2 separate regions of the Macaca mulatta genome follow, and region 2 is linked to region 1. Evidence: chromatin contacts called from public Hi-C data. All regions are on one chromosome and are shown on one strand. Each heading gives the region's core, a stretch centred on a gene start, on an enhancer-like site or on the middle of the called end of the contact. The rest is flanking DNA. Distances are from core to core; before and after follow the strand shown.

The links. A called contact is a pair of places that touch in the nucleus more often than the background predicts.
Region 2: a contact with region 1 is called in a Hi-C map of blood, with 4 times the contacts expected there. The contact joins the promoter of LOC703455 here to the promoter of LRBA in region 1. A contact is called at or near these places in 2 of 14 Hi-C or Micro-C datasets (CD4 T cells and blood).

What each region holds. Positions count from the first base shown.
Region 1 is chr5:159,614,155-159,621,663 of T2T-MMU8v2.0, reverse strand. LRBA (LPS responsive beige-like anchor protein) reads left to right here and starts at 3,849. Exons shown (of 57, transcript XM_028848811.2): 1 at 3,849-4,374; 2 at 4,713-5,142. The coding sequence starts at 4,927.
Region 2 is chr5:159,688,132-159,695,344 of T2T-MMU8v2.0, reverse strand. It overlaps LOC703455 (small ribosomal subunit protein eS1), which reads right to left and starts at 2,347. Exons shown (of 6, transcript XM_015139331.3): 1 at 2,262-2,347; 2 at 1,366-1,469; 3 at 798-985. The coding sequence starts at 2,323. It overlaps LOC144340852 (a long non-coding RNA gene), which reads left to right and starts at 2,439. Exons shown (of 3, transcript XR_013417321.1): 1 at 2,439-2,616.

The DNA.
Region 1 (7,509 bases), core at 2,600-5,099:
TGTATATATATACACACATATATGTATGTATATATTTTTTAGATGGAGTTTCCACTCTTTTTTTTTTTTTTTTTTGAGACGGAGTCTCGCTCTGTTGCCCAGGCTGGAGTGCAGTGGCCGGATCTCAGCTCACTGCAAGCTCCGCCTCCCGGGTTCACGCCATTCTCCTGCCTCAGCCTCCCGAGTGGCTGGGACTACAGGCGCCCGCCACCTCGCCCGGCTAGTTTTTTTGTATTTTTTAGTAGAGACGGGGTTTCACCGTGTTAGCCAGGATGGTCTCGATCTCCTGACCTCGTGATCCGCCCGTCTCGGCCTCCCAAAGTGCTGGGATTACAGGCTTGAGCCACCGCGCCCGGCGGAGTTTCCACTCTTATTGCCCAGGCTGGAGTGCAAAGGCATGGTCTTGGCTCACTGCAACCTCTGCCTCCTGGGTTCAAGCGATTCTTCTGCCTCAGCCTCCAAGGAGCTGGGATTACAGGCACCCACCACCACACCTGGCTAATTTTGTATTTGTAGAGATGGGGTTTCACCATGTTGGCCAGGCTGTCTCAAACTCGTGACCTCAGGTGATCTGCCTGCCTCAGCCTCCCAAAGTGCTGGGATTACAGGCAGGAGCCACTGTATCTGGCATTTAGAAATATTTGGTTAATTGTCTGTGTTCATTGTTTCATCAGCAGAACAGCATTAACAGTGAGCTTGCAAACTCATAAGCTACAAACCTTAGCCCCGGATCATTTAGACTGTGATCACTCTGTGTTGGGGGCATTTTCATTATTATCATCTGCTTCTTTTTTTTTTTTTTTTTTTTTTTTGAGACAGAGTCTCGCTCTGTGCCCCAGGCTGGAGTGCAGTGGCTCGATCTCTGCTCACTGCAAGCTCCGCCTCCCAGGTTCACGCCATTCTCCTGCCTCAGCCTCCTGAGTAGCTGGACTACAGGCGCCCGCCACCGCGCCCGGCTAATTTTTTGTATTTTTAGTAGAGACAGGGTTTCACCGTGTTCGCCAGGATGGTCTCGATCTCCTGACCTCGTGATCCGCCTGTCTCAGCCTCCCAAGTGCTGAGATTACACGCGTGAGCCACCGCGCCTGGCTATCATCTGCTTCTTAATGGAAGATATTTGTTCATTTAACAAATACTTAATTAGCACTTATATGACAGATATATTAACATACCATTTGCCCCATCTGAGGAGACAAAATCCTATGAGAGGCCTTTTATGGATTAATGCCTCACTTTCAAAACACAGATGTATGAAAGGTCAAGTGAAAGTTTTGTCTCTTCTGCAGGCACACCCTATTCCCCCTTATTCCAGACTTACTCATTTAATGATGTGAAACAAACTTGAGGCGTTTAGTTTTTCAGAGATTTCAGAAATGGGAAGCCACTGATGTTGCCTTTTACTTTGGAAATGTATATCGGCAATTCGGATCGTCAGAAAGATGTCTGCCTCATCTCTGGAATATCTAAGTCTACTTATAGAAAACAAATCTTTAACAAACATTTGCAACCACATGAGATTTGGTGCAGTTGAATTCACCTTAGTATTTTTAAAAGGTGTAACACTTTTCTAAAGAAAATGTCCCCTTGCCTTTTCTTCTTCTGCTTCTTTTTTAAATAAATAGAGACCTTGGGCGGGCATAGTGGCTCACACTTATAATCCTAGCACTTTGGGAGGCTGAGGCAGGCAGATCACTTAAGGTCAGGAGTTTGAGACCAGCCTGGCCAACATGGTGAAACCCCGTCACTACCAAAAATACAAAAATTAGCCGGGCCTGGTGGCACATGCCCGTAATCCCAGCTACTAGGGAGGCTGAGGCAGGAGAATCGCTGCAACCTGGGAGGCAGAGGTTGAGGTGAGCCGAGATTGCACCACTGCACTCCAGCCCGCGCAACAAGACGGAAACTCCGTTTAAAAAAAACAAAAAAAAAAAAAAAAAAAAGAAAAAAGAGGACGGGTCTTGCTGTTGTCCAGGCTAGTCTCAAGTAATCCTCCTGCACTAGCCTCCTAAAGTGTTGGGATGACAGGTGTGAGCTACTGCTCCCAGCCCTCCCTTGCTTCTTGTGTCTGTTACCTTTTTCTTCCCAAATTTCCATGTGAGAGCTAAAATTGTCTTTTTTTTTTTTTGAGACAGAATCTCGCTCTTGCTCTGTCACCCAGACTGGAGTGCAGTGGCAATTCTCCTGCCTCAGCCTCCCGAGTAGCTGGGACTACAGGCATGCACCACCACGTCCGGCTAATGTTTGTATTTTATTTATTTATTTTTTTTTTGAGACGGAGTCTCGCTCTGTCACCCAGGCTGGAGTGCAGTGGCCGGATCTCAGCTCACTGCAAGCTCCGCCTCCCGGGTTCACGCCATTCTCCTGCCTCAGCCTCCCCGAGTAGCTGGGACTACAGGCGCCTGCCACCTCGCCCGGCTAAGTTTTTGTATTTTTAGTAGCCCGGCTAAGTTTTTGTATTTTTAGTAGAGACGGGGTTTCACTGTGTTAGCCAGGATGGTCTCGATCTCCTGACCTCGTGATCCGCCCGTCTCGGCCTCCCAAAGTGCTGGGATTACAGGCTTGAGCCACCGTGCCCGGCCTTAATGTTTGTATTTTTAGTAGAGACGGGGGTTTTCACCATATTGGCCAGGCTGGTCTAACTCCTGACCTCAGGTGATCCACCTGCCTCGGCCTCCCGAAGTGCTGGGATTGCAAGCGTGAGTCACCGCGCCTGGCTTCTGTCCACTTTTCAAGGCCATCTCAAATAACTTTTTCTTCAGGCAACTTTCTCAAACCACTACAATTTTTTCCTAACTTTTCCAGAATTCTTCCTTTGTTTAATCCCACTTTTTACTTCACTTTCATTTCAGGAGCTAGGAGTATTTTTAAAAAGGCCCTCTGACCTCAAAGGATACACGTGGGTGAAAAACCAGCTTCCTCTAAATTTATTTTTCACTCACTAGGAAGAATGCTTTACTGTTAATAGCGGGTGGAAAGAAGGGACACTGAGTATGAAGAGCTATCTGTACTACTTAATATATCTTTTGATCTACTCTGAGAATGACGCGAGCGTAATCTTCACATTGGAAAATCACGAGAGGAAAAAAACCCTTCGGAGATCTACAGGCACAATGAACCCTGTCTCCACGCTGTTTGTAGCAGCTGTCTCAGGAATCTTCTCCCTAGAATGAATGTAGGAGAGGTATGGTGGGGCGGCAGCTGCAAAGCAAGGAATCTTTCCCGTTCCTCGTCGACTCGGTCCCCTCCCCTCCCTTCCCGAATGGTGGCAGCTGCCGAGACATCCCAGTGGAAATCTCCGAGTCTCCGCCGAGAACGGCGGGCGGGCAGCAGCTGAAAGCAGCCAGGGGTGGGGACTCCTCGCTCCCATTGGGCAGGAACAGCAGCCTCACTGGCTCCAGCGCCGTCACCTCTCTGGCTCGTAGAGGTCCCTCAGGTGTTCTTCTCCAAGTACAATGACACACCTTGGCAACGCGGGGCGGGTTCCCTCTGCGCCAAGGGACCCAACGGTAACTTAACAACAGCAGGAGCGCCAGAATCCCCCGCCTCAGGACTTGCAGAAGCACCTTCCGAGGTCCGAGAGTGGGAGGGGGGGAAGTATAGGCCCTCGAACGGAAGGGTCTCTCCTAGCCGGGCCGCGAACACACGGTGTGCTACTAGAGCAGCGCTCCCACTGGGTGCGCGCCCTCGCGCCTAGTGCAGCCGGAAGCCCGAGCCCAGCGCTCCCGCTGGCTCTGGGCCCCCTAGGCCGTCCGCGCGCCCTCACCGCGCCCCCGCCGCGCGGCTGCCTCCGCCTTCGCGCCCTCCCGTCCCGCGCGCTCGCGCTCGCGCACGCGCACGCGGCGCCCGGCAGCCCTCGGCGCTGTCATGGCGGCCGGGAGCAGCTTCAGTGGGCACAGGAAAGCCGCGCGAGCCGTGGCGGGGCTAGCTGTGGCAGTAGCATCCTCACCACTCGCAGCAGCCTCAGCCGCGGCGTGCGTAGCGCCAGCAGCGGCTGCTTTTGCAAAGGCTGAGCGCAGGGGCGGGGCGGGCCAGGAAGCCATGGAGTTCTGTGCAGCCGCGGACTCCCGGGGAGCGGACTAGGGAAACTTGGAGGCTGCGACCAGGTGCACTGACCTCTCTGTCCTCCCTTCTCTCCCTGCGGTCGCCGCCGGGTTTCTCTGGCCGCTCCCCTCCCTTCCTGCCACCACACACACCTCCCCGCCTCTTCCCGTCGAATCTCAGGTGCCTGAGAGAGGTACTTCACTCCTCCCACTGGGCCGAGCATTTAGAATAATCACCGCCCCCTTCCCCCGCCTTTTCCTGCCCTGGATCTCCGCCGCCACCTCCGTCTCGCTGCTCCTGGGCGGGGGGTGAGGACGAGTCCGGAGTATCTGGGTGAGGAGGAACTTTCTACCTCTGTGATAGCTTGTGGGCCCCCTTCTTTCCTCCGATCCCTCCTTTCTCCGCGACAGTTTCTCTTTCTGGTGCACCTGTGAGGAGAGGTTACCCTGCGCCTAGAACCTGCACGAGAGTGGGGGAGGAGTGAGCCTGTGCGGGGCCTCTTGGACCTGCTTTCACCCAGAACCCAGCTCTTTGAGCCGGGGAGAAGCGGGTGGCTAGTAGTGGGGTGCCTTTAGTAACTTATTTGACCGACAATAACTATTTCCCTCTTGTCCCCTCAAAACCTTAAAACAAAACCTAGCCTATTTAACATATATTTAATCTTCCAATAGGGTTTGGCGTTGTTGTCAGCCTCGGGGAGAGAGATTGGACAAATATTCTCCAAAAGGAGGAGGGCGACGCCAAGGACTTTCCACATCAACTGCTTTGGGGTTTCTCCACAAGTTGGAAGAGAGACCCTTTCGTTTTGCATTGCGTGTGTTGTGCTCATTGCCAGTGCAGCGACTGCTGTCCAAGGGTGACTCTGAGTTGTCCTTTTTGCTAGCAATGGCTAGCGAAGACAATCGTGTCCCTTCCCCGCCACCAACAGGTGATGACGGGGGAGGTGGAGGGAGAGAAGAAACCCCTACTGAAGGGGGTGCATTGTCTCTGAAACCAGGGCTCCCCATCAGGGGCATCAGAATGAAATTTGCCGTGTTGACCGGTTTGGTTGAAGTTGGAGAAGTATCCAATAGGGACATTGTAGAAACTGTCTTTAACCTGGTAAGTCGATGAATATTTTATAAGCATATACTCTTTTCAGTGGGTTGGGAAACAAGACCTTGAAGCTGGAGCCATGTGCTTTACTCACACTGATGGTGACTTTTTTCATGTATAGGGCCACAAAATTCTACTAACCTAAATGAAACAATTTCATCTATTTTTTAGATTGAAGGGAATTGTGCAAACTTAGATGATCCAGGTTTTGTGGAAGTGAACACATCACTTTTGTGCTAAGGAAATAATTGTTGCTGTGAAAGTATTGAGGGGAGGTTCTAGCGGAGGAGTTATCTCTATTTTTTTTTTTTCTTGGCATGTGTGCCTAAGTCTGCGTTTCCCTTTACCACTTTAAGTAAGTTCTTGTGACCTTTTTTTGACTTGAGAATTAATGTCTTTGATTCAGTCAAAGTTATGTTTTGCTACAATAAGTTTAAAAATTTTTGTTTGTAGTACTGATGCAAGATTAATTTGCTGCAAAGTTAGTATTTTTAATTTTGACTAGTTTTATTTTTAGATGTGACTAACAAAAGTTAAATTGGGGATGAATTTAGGATTACATTTAAAGTAATCTTGTGAAAATTGAATGGCAATATGAAAAAAGGAATTGAAGCAGATACAGTATAATCTTTGTGTGTTTTATAAATTCATGTCTAGCAGTAAAGCATAGTCATTGGAAATTGCTGATTACACTAAGATGAGCTATGAATGCTTTTTTTGGGCGGGGGTGGGAGGGGGATGAGGCCTCTGTGTGTTGCCCAGGTTGTTCTCAAACTCCTAGGTTCAAGCTATTCTCCTGCCTCAGCCTTCTGAGTAGCTGTGACTATAGGCATGCATCACTGTATATGGCTTAAATTGTTTTTAAAATGAGGTATAATTCATATATTATACAATTCTACCTTTAATTAATTCATTAACTTATTTATTTATTTAGAGATGAGGTCTCACTATGTTGCCTAGGCTAGTCTTGAATTCCTGGGTTCAGGTGATTCTCCCCACTCTGTCTCCTAAGTAGCTGGCACTACTGGCATGCGCCATTGTGCCTCTCTTGGTTATAATTTATAATGGAGACTTTTTAGATTTCTTTATTCCAGTCTCTCTTGCTCATCAACTTAAAAAATCAAAAGGAAATCTGGCCCTAAAATACTTCCCCCTTTTCTACCTACCCACCTGTGTTAGAGGATAACAGGACCAAATATAAACGTGCAGTAATTGTAATAACTGTTTAGCACCTTTCCGTTTGCCTCTTTTCAAGGTTAGGCTTGTTTTATTCTGGGGCAGTTAATTATTTCTTTCACTAGACCTTCACTAATGGTCTGGTCACCTGCAGTACAACTTGTAGAATAAAAAGTAGCTAGATGAAATTCTGGCTGGGCGTGCAACTCCTGTAATCCCAGCGCTGCAGGAAGCCAAGGTGGACACATCACTTGAGGTTAGGAGTTCGAGACTGGCCTGGCTAACATGGTGAAACTCCATCTCTACTAAAAATACAAAAAAACTAGCTGGACACGCTTGCTTGAACCCAGGAGGTGGAGGTTGCTGTGAGCCGAGATTGTGCCACTGCACTCCAGCCTGGGTGGCAGAGTGAGAGACCGTCTCAAAAAAAAAAAAAAAAAAATATTCACTTAGTTTTGGAGCATGAAAACTTTGAACAATTGGATATTTCTATGTCAGTTTATTGAGAGTTTACGTATAAACATCTATAGACACACACATACATATTTAAAAAAACTGCATGTTATGGAAATGTTCAAATGTATGCAAAAATAGAATAGTATAATGAACTTAGGTATCCATTGTGCAGCTTCAACAGTTATCAACATTTTGGGGATCTTGTGTGTATGCATGTGTGTGGGCTTTCATATGTAAGTCTGAAGAAAATAAATAGTAAATTGATTGCTTTACCTCAAAATAGACTTGAAACATTTCCTTTCTGATTTTTTTATTCTTTTTTAAAACTTCATATGCCTTCAATGAGAAACAGAAATCTGTAGTAGTAATATAATCCATAATTAGGTGTTTGTGTGTGAAGACACACAAGGAGGATTGGAACTCCTGTTCTTTAGAATGTGCTGTGTTGGAGTGGATGACCAAATGTGAGTCATTTGCATTTTTATCATTAAAGGAAATCCAAATTCTATAGCAGTAGTTTGCTTATATGCTTCCTGGAACTGTAGACATGGTATAGATTTTAAGGTCATTGATTAAGTCCTTCAAAGCTGCTGTGTATTTGCAGGATAGTGGGTGACTGGATAGAAGGAGAGAGAAAAGTCTGTTCAGTTAGTTACCTCTCAATATCATTCGCTTGTCAGGTAGGGCAGGGAAAGTTGCTGAGAATATTAGGTAGTAGTTTCTCCCCTTCCATTGTCCCTT
Region 2 (7,213 bases), core at 1,098-3,597, 75 kb before region 1:
GGAGTTCAAGACCAGCCTGGCCAATATGGTGAAACCCTATCTCTACTAAAAATACAAAAATTAGGTGGCGGGTGCCTGTAATCCCAGCTACTCAGGAGGCTGAGGCACGAGAATCGCTTGAACCCAGGAGGAGGAGGTTGCAGTGAGTAGAGATGGTGCCACTGCACTCCAGCCTGGAGCCTCAATCTCCCAAAAACAAAAAACTCCCACAAAATATTCCAACTGGATAGTTAGCCAAAAATATCTGAAATATTTTCATTTCATCCTCACAATTCAATAAAATGATACTCTCACCTGCACTTCACAAATAAAGAAACTGAGGCTTAGAAAACAAGTTACTTTCCAAAGAGAACACAATAGGGAAATGGAGCCAAGATTTTAACCTCACACCAGAGGCTCTGCCACAATTATGCTCTATTGCCACAGTTAATCAACACTCACTCAATTCTGAGGTCAAAAAATATCCTGAAGACAGGCAAAACCGTCCACCTGCACCTAAACGTTCCTCAAAAAACCACTGATCTATGCAGCAAGAAAATCTGACTTTGATTATACACCACTATTAAATCTTAGATTTAAATATTAAGTAAAGTATCATGGTGTGGCAACCCCAGAGTTAGCACTCAATAACGGCAAGAAAACAAAATTTTAAATGAACTTTGTGGACATTTCACTGGTCTCAGTCAATCAATCAATAAATAAATAAAATGAACTTGCTCCTTCCTGTCATATCAAACCATGCTATCCTTGGTCAAACACCCGTAGCACAACACACTCTAAGGAACTCTGGGTCTCACCTGCCACTTTTTGACCATGGAACACATTTTGTCACGGGTAAGATCCATGCCATGGAAGTTAGTCAGGCAGTTTTTGCCCTGAACATCTTCAGTAATCAGCTTGAATTTTCTAAATGCAACTTCATCATTCTGCAAATCAGCAAGACTCACTTCAAACACACGACCCTTGAGACCATCAGATGCAATTTCTACAAAAGAAAAAACAAGTATCTTAACATTTAGGAACCATATAAGCAAAAGTCAAGCCTGTAAACTGAGGGTAGAAATTAAGTTAATGGTAAATTGTAAAGACCTTAACCTTTGTGGTCAAATCCAGACACCAGAGACTTATCGACAGTACTTATTAGAAGCTCAGAACTACCTATGGCACATTTTCTTAATTCAAAAAGCACCATCTTGCTTCTCCAAGTGCTGTACTAAAAACAAGCACCACAGGAGCCAAGGCTGCAACCGAGAGCTGACATTCCCTGAAAGTCTCCCACCACAGGACCAACAACAGACCAAGATGCCTGCTACAATATACAAGCGCCAACTTAAGGAAAATACAAACCAAAAATAAGCTACTTACTGGTTCCTTGGGTCCTGGTGACGAGCGTCTTTCCAATATTTCTTATATTGAACATAGCAGGTGCTTTCACATCATACCAATCTTTCTTAGAAAATGGATCAACCCTGGATTTTAAGAAAATGCTTAAGTTCCATTGCAGATCATTCTTACTGTGTTTATTCTGTGCTTTCTTCACTCTAGTATCACTGTTAATGTTATTTCCCATCAATATTTTAAAAAGCTAACCGGCAATTTGATACTAAAGTGTATCACACAGTGAGGTGAGGGGCATAAACATAAACCTAGCTCTTCCCACTCTATGTTTCACTGCATGCATCAGACTTCGAAAGGTTATGTCCACTTCCCACCCTCATCGGTCCTTCCACTACACAGACACGAGGAACATCCATCGGTCCTTCCACTACACAGGTACGAGTAACATGCAATCTCATTAACTTTGCTGGTACGTAACGGCATGTACTGGTAACTAAGACCCTGCATGGCCTCAAAGCTTAGTAGGAGCTCGCAGATTCCAGCGGGACCAAGCAAAGGCAGGATTGCCAGGTCCTGAATGGATAGGAGGATGCTTTCCTCAACTCCTGCTGTCGCAGTGCCATCAAACACCCGCGGAATTGAGGCAGCACGTGAGCCCACAAAACAAACATTCCAGCCGAGTCGCGGCGGCAAGCCGGCTCAAATGCGAAGTGCGCAAGGACCAGAAGGCCTGGGAAAGGCAGCCGACCTGCCGCTACTCAACACCCAGACCCGCCAGGCCGCGTTCCTGGGTGCACCAACCCGCCAGGGCCCGCACAATCCGACTGGAATCCTCGCCATCCGGCCTACGCCGCGATCTAGGACCAGCCTGCCGATTCCAGCAGACATCCAAAAAGCAGGACGCCACGACAGTCGCCACTTACACTTTCTTCTTGGCTCCCTTTTTGCCGCCTTTCGTAAGGCGCTTGTTCTTGCCAACCGCCATGGTGCTGATCAGAGAGCCGAAAAGGCGGAAATGGAAGTCGCGCGAGAACTTAGGCGTACGGGGCGGGGCGCGCCGTCTACGTGACCTTTGCGCTCTCATTCTTCCGGCCTCAAGAATTCCGCGACAGTAGAGAGCGCCACTCCTGCTACTGTCTTTGCGACAGCGCCTTCGTGTGTGGGGAGGTCGCGCGGCATGCCGCGGCACTGGAAGCTGCGCTGTGTAGACCAAGGCGTTGGTGGCCTGACGTGCAGGCGTCTGGTTACCTGTGGTTTCTGTGGCTGTGACGTCTGGAAGTAAGTTTCTGTAAAACGAGATAAAACGAGACGCCCACTCAACATCGTTCAAAGCTGAACTCACGGTCTAACCCCCAAACCGGCATCTTCTCGAGAGTCAGTCAGCGGATCTGATTCAAATGTCGGTTTCAACAGGGCTTTGCTTGAGACCGACCTCTCCACGCTTGTTTCCTGATGCGTAAAATGGGGGTGATAAAACGGTCGGCTTCATGAGGTTTCGCAGGGTTAAATGAGTATCACTCCAGAGATGCTAGCAACGTTCTGCTTGTTCATGTGGGTGCTGGTTCATCTCAGGTGTTGTTGCTTTGTGAACATTCACTGAGCTCTACGCTTATTTGTGTCCTTTTCTATATGTCTGTTATATATTGATTAAAAGGTTTGTTAAAAGTGGAGTGAGACCGAACTCGGTGGCTCACACCTGTAATCCCAGCACTTTGAGAGGCTGAGGCAGGGGAATCAGTTGAAGCCAGGAATTGGAGACTAGCCTGGACCACACAGCCAGACCCCGTCTCTACAAGAAAATTATAAAATTAGCAGGGCGTTGGCTGGGCGCGGTGACTCACGCATGTAATCCAAGCACTTTGGGAGGCTGAGGTGGGCGGATCGCCTGAGTTCAGGAGTTCGAGACCAGCCTGGCCAACATGGTGAAACCCCATCTCTACCAAAAATACAAAAAATTAGCCGGGCGTGGTGGTGGGTGCCTGTAATCCCAGCTACTCGGGAGGCTGAGGCACGAGAATCTGAGCTCGGGAGGCGGAGGTTTCAGTGAGCCGAGATCACGCCATTGCCTGGGCAACAAGAGTGAAAGTCCGTCAAAAAAAAAAAAAAAAAAAGTGAAATCTCCAAATTTTTCCATTTTTGCAATTAATCCGACCTTTCCCTTCCCCATTTTTTTTAACTGTAAGGGTTAACAGAGCACATCTTGGCAAGATGTGGCTGACTAGCTCAAGTGTGCAGCCCTCGGAAAGCGTCTGGCCCATACAGGCTTGGTACTCAGCCAGTGGTGTGTTGAGTTCCTTTCTCTAACTTCCTGTCTGGCAGAAAACCCTGTGACCAAGCCAAAAACCAACCCTCACTTACAAGGCCCGCTGCAAGCTTTTAAACTTACAATCCCTTCCAGTCCTGCTGGCCTCCATCACCTACCTCCCACTACGCCCACCCCTAAGACAACCCTCCTAAACCTCTAGTAGGGTCCTGAAATCTTTCAGTAATTCCATAAATCTCCGTTGCCTGGAGGATAAATTCAAAGTCTTAGTTTCATAATAGTATGAATGTACTTAACACTACTGAACTGTACACTTGAAAAAGGTTAAGGTAGCCTTGCCAGGTTCCTTGGACCTGCAGTTCCAGGTATTCAGAAGGCTGAGGTAGGAGGATCACCTGAGGCTAGGAGTTGGACTCCAGCCTGAGCAACATAGTGAGACCCCATCTCTTTTTTAAAAAGATGGTTAAGATGGTAAATTTGGCCAGGTGTGGTGGCTCACACCTGTAATCCCAGCGCTTTAAGAGGCCAAGGCAGGAGGTTTGCTTGAGCTCAGGAGTTTGATACCAGCCTGGGCAACATTACAAGAGCTCATCACAACTAAAAATCAAAAAAAATTAGCCCGGCATGATGGCTCATGCCTGTAGTCCCAGCTACTCGGAAGGCTGAGGTAGGAGGATCCCAGCACTTTGGGAGGCCGAAGCAGATGGATCACTTGAGGCCAGGAGTTCGAGACCAGCCTGGACAACATGGTGAAACTCCATCTCTACTAAAAATGCAAAAATTAGCTGGTGGTGCACACCTGTAGTGCCAGCTACTCGGCAGACTGAGGCACGAGAATTGCTTGAACCTGGGAGGTGGAGGCTGCAGTGAGCCGAAATCACGCCACTGCACTCCAGTCTGGGCTGGACAGAGTGAAACTCCGTCTCCAAAAAAAAAAAAGTGTGTGTGTATAGATAGATAGATAGATAGATAGATAGATAGATAGATAGATAGATAGATAGATAGATAGATAGATAGATAGATAAAATGGGCCTCCAGTCTGCTTACTGCAGCATAAAAACCAAACTTACCTTCTTGCTGGTCTGATTCCTCTTTCTTCCTAAAAGTGAAAGCCACAGGGAGAGGCCTTAATGAAGTCAGCTGCATCTGATTTATTTTAGCAGCACCAACACCTAAGAGATTTGTCAGACGTCTGTATTTCTTTTTTTTTTTTTTTTTTTTGAGACAGAGTCTCGCTTAGTCGCCCAGGCTGGAGTGCAGTGGCGCGATCTCGGCTCACTGCAAGCTCCGCCTCCCGGGTTCACGCCATTCTCCTGCCTCAGCCTCCCGAGTAGCTGGGACTACAGGCGCCCGCCGCCTCGCCCGGCTAATATTTTGCATTTTTAGTAGAGACGGGGTTTCACAGTGTTAGCCAGGATGGTCTCGATCTCCTGACCTTGTGATCCGCCCGCCTCGGCCTCCCAAAGTGCTGGGATTACAGGCATGAGCCACCGCGCCCGGCCAAGGTCTGTATTTCAATCCTCAACTCTGTTTTGTAGTAAACGCTTTAAAAAATTTCTAATTAATATTTTCCTGACCCTGTTACATTAAATGGTGCAATAAGCAGTTTTAATGTAAGTATGTAAGTATGTTGAATACAGTTTAGGGGGTGTGAAATCAGTTTATTGGGTCTCAACCATCATTTAATATTTTCAGATGGAATAAAACGGAACAGGCCAGGCACGGTGGTTCACACCTCCACGTCTAGGGAGGCTGAAACGGGTGAATCTTTTGAGCTCAGGAGTTGGAGACCAGCCTGGACAACATGGCAAAACCCTGTCTCTACAAAAAATACAAAAATTAGTCAGGTGTGGTGGTGACTTGTGGTCCCAGCTACTTAGGAAGCTAGGTGGGAGGATTGCCTGAGCCCAGGAGGTTGAGGCAGCAGTGAGCCATAATGGCACCACTACCTGAGACCCTGTCTCTGAAAAAAAAAGAAGAAAATGGAACAGAAAAATGTCAGAATACATCAAACCTAGTAAGCTGTCAATGTTGTTTCATTGGCTGGGCATGGTGGCTCACACCTGTAATCCCAACACTTTGGGAGGCCGAGACGGGTGGGTCACCTGAGGTCAGGAGTTGGAGACCAGCCTGGCCAACGTGGTGAGACCCCGTCTCTACTAAAAATACAAAAATGATCCAGGCATGGTGATGGACGCCTGTAATCCCAGCTACTTGGGAGGCTAAGGCAGGAGAATCACTGGAACCTGGGAGGCGGAGGTTACAGTGAACCGAGATTGCGCCACTGCACTCCAGCCTGGGTGACAGAGCGAGATTCCATCTAAAATTAAAAAAAAAAAAAAGTACAGTATTATAATCTTATGGGATACTGGTATTGACTGGAAGTCATTATGTGGCACATAACTGTAGTAGACATTCAGTAACTTTAACTTTTCTTTTCTCTGTTCCCTAAAATAAATAATCCGATTTATTATCTAGCTTTCTCTCCCTGCCCACTGACATTTATATCAGCATCTCCCTGTCCTCAGCCCTGTGATAACTTTACGTCGAGTGTTGCTCTTGTTGGAGTCATCTCCCATCCCTGCCTCCCCCGCAGAGTTTGTTGTGATTACCAGGTAGGAAGAAAGAACTCGTTCCAGGATATAAAGCAAGAGAATTGAGAACAAAAGCTGAGATTAAATCTGTACATGGTGATATTCGTGTCATTATAAAAGTCCAGAGGTGCAACCAGACTGGATTCCTTCTTCATACCATTGCTGTTCCTAAGAGCAGCACACGTCCAGGGCAGGGGCACTCCTTTTGGTTCACTATCCACACTGCCATTGTTGCTGTTTTAACGTGGGAATTGAAACCAGTGCACTCCTGTGTGGGTGACAGAGAGACTCTGTCTCAGAAAAAAAAAAAAAATAAATAAAAAACACTTTGCTCATACTCTAAAAGCACAAGTGCCGGAACTTTCCTTCTGGTCAGCAACATTTCACAAAGTAAAAATCTAGGGCTAGAATCTAGAATCTTGTACAGTAACTATTTGGTATCATGTAGGTCTAGGTTCAATCCCACCTTATCACATAGTAGTTTTTTTTGTTGTCATTTTTGTTTTTAAACATTTACTTTAGGTTCAGGGGTACATGGGCAGGTTTGTTATATAGGTAAACCCATGTCATGGGGGTTTGTTGTGATTATTTTATCACCCAGGTACTAAGCCTAGTACCCACTAGTTATTTTTTCTGATCCTCTCCTTCCTTCTACCCTCCATTCTCAAGCAGGCCTCAGTGTCTGTGTTCTCCTCTTTGTGCCCATGTGTTCTCATTATTTAGCTCCCACTTATACACTTTATAAGTGAGAACGTGGTATTTGGTTTTCTGTTCCTGTATTAGTTTGCTTTGGATAATGGCCTCAAGCTCAATTCATGTTCCTGCAAAAGACATTTTCTTGTTCTTTTTGTATGGCTGCATAGTAGTCCATGGTGTGTATATACTACATTTTCCTTATCCAGTCTGCCATTGATGGGCATTTAGGTTGATTCCATGTCTTTGCTATTTTCACGTAGCAGTTTGACTTCAGAAAAATTTTTAATCTTTCTGAACTTGTTTTCTCATTGCCATATTAGTT